Linked DNA regions of Mus musculus: regions 2 and 3 are each linked to region 1. Evidence: chromatin contacts called from public Hi-C and promoter capture Hi-C data. All regions are on one chromosome and are shown on one strand. Each heading gives the region's core, a stretch centred on a gene start, on an enhancer-like site or on the middle of the called end of the contact. The rest is flanking DNA. Distances are from core to core; before and after follow the strand shown. Region 1 holds the start of N4bp2l1 (NEDD4 binding protein 2-like 1). Region 2 holds the start of Uspl1 (ubiquitin specific peptidase like 1). Region 3 holds the start of Rfc3 (replication factor C (activator 1) 3).

Region 1 (2,590 bases), core at 63-2,562:
CCTTATCTGATGAGAAGGGAAGCAAGCACACAGGTGGCAAGTGACTGCTTCTATCGACTAGTGTGTGCCCGATAACGTTCACGGAGGGTAAGACATGGCCCCTATCTTCAAGTATCTCACAGAAGGCAAAAGCAACCGTGTGCAAACCTAAGCGCAGTCACAGAGATGTAAACAGGAGCCAAGACGCTGAGAAGGGCGGGCGGCTTCTACGGCAGGGTGAGGCAGCTGCGAGGGGAGGTAATAGAACCGGTTTTAAAAGGCTAGTGAGACCAGTCGGGCAAAGGGTGACGGTGGGAAAGCCAGGCAGGAGGGTCAGCATCCTCAACCCCAGCAAGGAGAGAGAAACAGTCCAACGTTGCTGGAATACCAAGTGCAGGGCAGGAAGTGGAGGGCGTTCAGGCTGGAGCGGTGGGCCTAGCAAGGTGCAGCAGGCAGCAAGCCCGCGCAGTTCTCTCTGCCCGGGTACCCGAAGGGCCGCTTACGCAATTCGCGAGTGATCGAATTTGGGCGCCCGCGGAGAGGCTGTCAGTGACGGTCGGTGGTGGCGCCGCCAGCCCCCCGCCCCCCTCCCCAGAGCACCTGTGCGCCTTCGCAGCCGCCAAAGCAGCCGCAGGCTGCGCCGATCCACCAGATCTCAAAGCGGGCCCCCGGCCAGCGCCGCGCGGACCCCCGACCCGGACATCCCCGAACTCGCTCCGGTGACAGCGCCTGTGGGCGCCGTGGCGGCTGCCTGCGCGCCAGCGGGCGGGGAGCGGGTTTCTCTGCAGTCACCACCAGCTTTTCCCGAAGAGCAGTCCCCGCGGGCCTCCCCGACCCGGGGCTGGGGACGAAGGTTGCCGGGGAGTTGGGGGTGGAGGGGTGGGCACCAGGCCCGGCGCGGCGGGGAAGGGCCGGCGGCGGCGTCTTGGGGCTTGCGCAAGGCGCACTGCCGAGGTCCGTCCTCCCGGGCCGGCGCGCGGCAAAGCTCTCGGGCGCGCGGGGCAAGGGCAGGGGCGGCGCGCGGAGCCGCTCGGGGCAGGAGCGCGAGTGGGCGCCAGGCCGCTCTCATTACCTGGCCAGCGTGGTTTTTCCCGAGCCCGGGAGGCCGCGCAGGAGGTAGAGGTGTTTCCTAAAGCTGTGGCGGCGCGGAGGTGGCCCCCGAGCGGGCGGCGGCCGAGGAGGCGGCTGCTGCTGCCGCTGTTGGAGGCTCAGCCTCCCGAACGATTCCAGAAAACTGTCCTCCATGGGGAGGGGGCTGGCGGCGAGGGCCCTGAGCTCCCTTCCTGAAGTCACGGTCTTGGCCAAAGCTGTTGTTTTTGTGACTCTCCGGCCATGTGATAGATGGAGGGGCGGGCGCTCGGAGCCCGGCCCCTCCTCCCCGGCCCCGCGAACCGCGGGAGGGGGCGTCTCTACCTGTGAGGCCCCGGCGCTGCCGGGGAGTCTGACAGCCCGGGGAAGCGTGGGTGACGCAGCCCCCAGCGCTCCCTCCAGCCCCCCGCCGCCTTCCGCAGCCCTTCCCAAGGGAAGGGGCCTGGCCCCGGGGACACAGTGGGAGGTTTCCCTGCAGTCACTGTGGAAGCCCAGCCCTCTGCCACGGCTCTGCCTCATCTCACTTCAGACCGGCCTAGACCTTGAAAGTAAATACTTTCCGTGGGAGATTAGAGAATGTGACCAGCGCATCCGAGCAGTCACAGTAAAGACTGTTGTCTCCCCTACTGCCTGTGAATCAGTCAGCACCTGGCTGGGGTCCCAAGGACTGAGGTACACTCCTTCAGGGTCCTGTACGTTTCCTTAGTACCGGTACCGGCCTGCCAAAACTATCCTTAAAAGCTGTATGCAACTTTTAAGTCTCTTGTTACTCCTTGGGTCTCGGGTGGACTCAGGAGGCTTCATGAACACCTTCCGCTGCCACATAGCAGGGGAGATTGTCATGGTACCATTTATATAAAACCAAATTCAAGTTGCAGGAGTTGGCAGCACCCACTGGCTGTGACTCTCCAGTATTTCCCTTTAGAAGCAATAGAATGGTCCTGGTTTTCAGAATGAAACTGTTCAAAATTTGCATACTAGAAAATCTGAGATATTGGTGGCTTTGGCTACAATTGTTGTAAAAATCAAAACATTTTGTGTCTGGCACCTAAGGTATGAGCATTATGAGAAGGAAGTGTGGAGAAAGAAGTAGTGTCTTTCTAAGACTCAGAACCTATGTCAAAATCAGAGATTTCCTGATGAGCGCGTTAGGAAGGGGCTGTGTACAAGGAGGGAGGACAGCTGCCTGTGCATCTCGCTGGCTTTGGACTTCCCCTGGGTTGGGGTGTGGAGCAGTCAGGTTGCTCCCCCGGGAATTCCCCTCCCGGAGTGAAGCTACTTCTTTAGTCCTTCTTTCTGTGTGCACATTAAGAGGAAGCACGAGGAATGGAGAAGACACATTTGTCCTAACAGCAGTGACCTTTAGCTTGTATACGTCCGGGTTCACATTTGAGGAAGTGAATCTCCTGCACCCTGAGCATACCCTTAGCACACGTTTACAAACGTGGTTCCCCTCAGCCTCAAATACTTTCTTTTTCATTCCAATCATCTGCTGTCCAGTAAGAAACATGGAGCATTTGGG
Region 2 (2,590 bases), core at 47-2,546, 1.4 Mb before region 1:
TCATTCAATTTATGAGCTGACATTCAGCAAGTGTTTATTGGGAGGGGAAGTGTACTCCACTCTAAAAATGGAAATAGCATGTTGAATAAGAAAACAATCCTATTAATCTTGGCTACTCTCTCAGGAAGAAATACTTTCTCAAAAACCTCATAATCCATACAAAAAGAAATCTTACTTGTTTGATCTTACAACAAATATACCAGTACAGTATGTAGTGTAAATGCAAAGATAAATAAAATTAAAAAAAAGCAAAACCTAACCAGTCTATTTTCGTCATGAGAGAGGAGAAAAAAAACCCTAACAAAGTCTCTGTTGGAACGCTCAGCGATTTCCATTCCTAAGTACCACAAACTGAAATTCTTTTATTGAATAATTTCTTCCTACAGCGGACTTGTTTCCCCCATTGCACGCTACCAAAATTATCAGTATTCTGCCAGAACATGGTCGTTTAAGACCACTAATGAAACCCTACAGGACCGCAATCCAAAATGCCAGTCATGATTCCTGTAAGGTCCAGAAAAAATCCCAAATTGTAGTCCCAGGCCACGGAAACAGTCTATGCAAAGGACTCCAAGAATAGGATGTCCTCATGGACGCGATCAGTCATGACCTCCCTGACACCACATGACCTTTCTACGAAGGCAGTTCTTAAAACTTAGCAACTGAGCTCTCCCCTCTCTGAAGTTCAAGGAGGCAGGGCGGCTGCTGAGATGCGCGGGTCGGCTGCTCAGTGCCACCCCGGGTCAAGTGCTCGTCTTTCGCTACCCCCCTTACCGTGAGCAGATCAGAGAGGGAAGAAAGAAAAAGTGGCCTCCAAGGATGGGTTTGGGGAAGAAGGGAGGGGCAGCTCCGTGTGTGGTAACCGTTTGTGAACACGTAGGGTGGTGGCGCGCGGGCCGAAAAGAACCAACTATGGGAGCCCGTCGTGGCGTCCGCCATGACGGCCCGCCAGGGAGGCCCATCACTGCGCCTGCGCGCCAGGCAGGCAGCCGCCCAGCGACCTCTCCTTCCTCTGCCGCGTAATCCCTCCGCTGAAGGCCGCGCACTAATTTTAATCACGCCCCGCCCCCTAGCCTCTGGCGTCACCTCCGCCACTCCAGCGCTTTCCAGCAGCTTCCAGAACCAAGCCTGCCCCACCCCCTCCAGCTCCCTCCCCCTCCCCCTCCCCCGTCCTCCCGACTCACACTTTGCAGGCTCTGTAGCGAGGGGCCCCGCCCTGTCGCCGCAGTTCCCACTGCGCCTGCGCCTGCTGGGCGGGCAAGCCACGCCTCTGCGGAGCCCTGCCGGAAGTGCTCTGGTCTTCCCCTTCCCCGGCCCTGCCCGCGTGCTCTCAAGCAGGGCTGCCTGCCGCAGGAAAGTGTTTGTGGGGTAGCTCTTGGGCGGCGGACTCGCAGGCGGAAGTTGCTTTCCTGGCGGAGAGGGCTGTGGGGGAGGAGCCGTCCGAGGGAACGTGGGTTGAACGTTACGGTTAGATGGTGGGGACCTCAAGCTGGAAGAGGAGTTCGGGTCCACTGTATGCGAAGAAGGAGCGTACTTCGGGAGGGTAAGGAAGACAGTAGTTCCCTCGGGAAGTAGAAATTGGGACGGCTGGAGTGCCCGGGGTGGGTCGTTGGCGCGCTGAAAAGATGGGGTAGGAACGAGGTTGTGGTGGGCAAGGTGGAGGATGGAGGTGCAGGCTGGGTCTTCAGGTTCCGGTTAGGCTCAAAGAGGTAAACGCTGAAGAGAAACCAGAGTTTGTGCCCGCCCCACGAAGAGCGTGGAGATGGGCTGGGTAACGGAACGCCGCGCCTCTTGGACTTCCTTGGTAGGCTTTTGAAGCTCAGTTCGCGTGGACCCATCCGTCTCAAATTCGGGAAGCTGGACTGGGTACCAAGCAGTATTGGGCTCTGTAAAGCCTATCCCTTCGCTGGGGCTTAAGTCTGCTGGCCTTGAAAATTCATATGCAGAGCCGAGAGATAAAGCTCCGAAGGGTTCCAGGCCCTTTGAATACCTGTAATAGTTTCTACACATGCAGTGAATTAAATTTAAATCCCTCTCGTGATTGGCTGCTAAATGGATCTATTCTGGGCTGATATCTCCCATTAAGGTCTCCGGAATGCGACTTACCTACGTTGAAGGTGGGGGCTCGGTGGTGGGCGTAGGTAAGAGGAAAAGTGCCGGAGATGAACACTGGAAAACCTTGGTTGTTCTCCTTGAAATAAGCTCATGTCATAATCTTTAGGATGTACTGAGCTGTTTGGGCGGACTTCCTACAATCAGATTGGATTAAATAGGTGGTTTGAAGCGGAGCTGTCATTTTGACAGTGATATGAATGGAAAGAGAGACAAGTTCGAAACATTTCCAAAGCCTCGTTCACGAGTTTAGATGGCGCCTACTGTGCAAACATGGGAGATGAGAGTGAGTAGACGGCACAAACTTTCTAGTCTGTATTTGGAAACCCAAAAGATGCCAAAATTTAGATACTGTACAGGGAGGAGCTAGCAGTTACACTTGGAGAAAAGATAATGAAGGTAATTTATTCCTAGACAAATTGAAATTTGAGACCCACCCCGGGGTTTTGTGTATAATACAGTGCTTGAAAAACCCCAA
Region 3 (2,590 bases), core at 65-2,564, 1.1 Mb after region 1:
CTCAGTTTTTCCACCCCGATACCATAAAGTTCACGTAGAATACACATAATTCTTGTCTTTTTTCCAGCACCTGATGGTCCATATACTAAGAGGTGAGGAAAGTCTCCACACTGCACCTAAGGAAAAAAAGAACAAGACATTATATCTTAGTTAAACTGGGTGAACTAAGTTAAACAAACCACTTTTAAAGTTCCAAGATATTCTGTTTACCATCCAGCTCCAACAGAAAATGTACCAAACTCTGGACACTAATTTAATCTAATTTACATGCACTAAATGCTTAAAAGTAGGCACTCCCTAAGTAAGCTATCTGAAGGGCCCGTTTGAAACTAAGGGATGACAGAAGGCGAACCCAATCTCTGTAACTAAGACAGATGCTTGTCTGGCCCGGGCTCCCCATAATGGTCCTCTTGCTCAGAAGCAGGTGCGCTGATTTCCTTGTAAGTTCACTTGGAAGAGACAGAAGAACTTCACACTAGATCAAGGTTGATCAATGCTATGGAAAAGACAGCAGTAACAGAGTGCCATCAAACGAAAGAGTACTATTAACATGGGGTCTTGATCTTGCCACCGGGAAACTGAACATTAAAGCTTTTGCAAGGAAAACCGGCACGTGTATTAACGAAGCATAATATTCTATTTCAAATTAGTGCATGCATCACGAACCAAAACCAAAACCAAACCTAAAACATATCTTCCACTTCACCCTCGAGTCTTCCAAAAGCTCTCATATGAACGATCGCGGCACTCGTTAAAATAATCTCTCCTTTTCAGAAAAGCCTTAGCTGTGATTCCGCAGTAACTAAGAACAGGGTCCGGGGCACAGTCACCTCTATCAGCTTCCCACCTAAGCTCTCTGTAGCGGGAGAGCCCATCAGGCATTTGCAGTAACACCGAGGCCCGGGCACACCCCCATCCCCGCCCCCTACCGCCGCTGCTTGCTCCTGATTCTCCACTACACTGGCCTTCTTCTGGTCCCCACACCAAGCCATTGAGGTTCCCGGCAGCAAACACACCGCACTTTGAGGAACGCGTCACTCTGACCCCCTCGCTAGCACCGGGGCGCCCGCCTCCTCCCTCCCTCCCTCCCTTCCCTTCCCTTCCCTTCCCTTCCCTTCCCTTCCCTTCCCTTCCCCGGGCTGTGCAGGAAGCTGCTGAGCAGGGCGGCTCACCAGGTTGCGCAGCTGTGCTGCCTGTTCCTTATGATAGTCCAGCCGGGCAAGGGAGCTCGGCCGGTACTTGTCCACCCAGAGGCTCATGACCGCTCCACAGTCGCACCAGCGGACCCGCCGCTTAGACAGTAGAGTTTTCCCGCGAGCGCGAAAGCGTGCGACGTCACTTCCGGCACCCGGCGACTTCCGGATAGGGAGACTGGGCAATCTCAACCGGGAGTGGAGCAGTCGCTGCAGTTCCCACTTCCACCACTGCACCAACAGTCGCTGGATTTACCGGGCAGTGGCTGCCTCTTTGTTCTCACCCTGTAACATTTTAGAAAACATTCGAAGGAATTAAAGATGTATCTCTGACATTCAGGTTCGTCCAATCTGAGTTCTTAGGGAAGGAAATTCCCTCCATTTCATTCTTTCATTTATTCACTGATTCACAACTTCATTCTAATTAGTGCTACATAATCTGTTATCTTTATTAGTAGAACTGCTTTTCTTTAAAATAATAAACAAACTCCAATATTCAATGAGCATTTGCCTACATGCCTCTGTGAACTATATGTTCTGAACTAGGAAAGTAAAGGAAATAGAAAGTAAAGGAAATCAGAAGCGAAAGTACCCAGAAGCATGACAGACAACGTCCAAAGACAGGTAGTTCATGGTGGATCCTAGGGTATATTCTTTTAATCTAAAAGATTGAAAGAATGTGAAGAGAACATAGAAAAAAAAAAAACCTAGGTTTACTTGTTTTCACAAATACAACACACAGATGCCCCCAATAACATTTAGATCCCCAATAACATTTCGGTGTGTGTCCCAGGCAATATTTGCAATGAAATTAATTTTTATCTGAAATTAGATTTTAATTGGTTGCCCTGTATTTTTTAACTTATAACCATACTTGGAATTCTTCAACTTGTGAGACCTGAGGAAGTGGCTGGGAAGGAAGGATAGAGTCCTCAAATCATAGCCAGAGGGCCAAGGCCAGAGACACAGCTCTGATCTGCTCCCTGCAGTAGCTTCAGAAGTTTCTTTCAGACACCTGAAAGCTTGTTGCTATGGTTAATCTTGGTCATCAGCTTGATGAGATTTGGAATCACTATAGAAACTACTATATAGGTATGTTCCTAGGGGCAATGGAGTAGTGCTGCCTCTGGATTCCAGAGTTTGTAAGCAGAGCAAGGCCTCTCACTACACACCAGCACGAAGCAGGGCACTGAGCCCTTAATCTGGACTGAGGTTGAACAAAAGGTATTTGAAGCTTTAGAAACAGCTCTAGCATTGACTCCAGCCCTAAAACTTCCAGATGTCTCAAAACTTTTTCATCTGTTTGTCCATAAAACAAGACAGAAGGGCTTTTAATCCAAATTTTGGGACCATGGAAACACCCTGTGATGTACCTGTCCAAAGGATTGGACCCTGTA

The links. Promoter capture Hi-C pulls out the DNA fragments that hold promoters and counts their contacts. Hi-C and Micro-C count contacts between places; a contact is called where the count stands out from the background.
Region 2: a Hi-C map of B cells shows a contact between it and region 1, with 6 read pairs. The contact joins the promoter of Uspl1 here to the promoter of N4bp2l1 in region 1.
Region 3: a promoter capture Hi-C map of liver shows a contact between it and region 1, with 4 times the contacts expected there. The contact joins the promoter of Rfc3 here to the promoter of N4bp2l1 in region 1. A contact is called at or near these places in 11 of 39 promoter capture datasets (the 3T3-L1 cell line, the C10 cell line, cranial neural crest and 5 more) and 3 of 115 datasets of contacts at active chromatin or transcription factors (the 230-238 cell line and embryonic forebrain).

What each region holds. Positions count from the first base shown.
Region 1 is chr5:150,593,213-150,595,802 of GRCm38.p6, forward strand. N4bp2l1 (NEDD4 binding protein 2-like 1) reads right to left here and starts at 1,313. Exons shown (of 5, transcript NM_133898.4): 1 at 1,052-1,313. The coding sequence starts at 1,224.
Region 2 is chr5:149,183,264-149,185,853 of GRCm38.p6, forward strand. It overlaps Uspl1 (ubiquitin specific peptidase like 1), which reads left to right and starts at 1,297. Exons shown (of 9, transcript NM_001115149.1): 1 at 1,297-1,543.
Region 3 is chr5:151,649,894-151,652,483 of GRCm38.p6, forward strand. Rfc3 (replication factor C (activator 1) 3) reads right to left here and starts at 1,315. Exons shown (of 9, transcript NM_027009.2): 1 at 1,173-1,315; 2 at 1-116. The coding sequence starts at 1,259.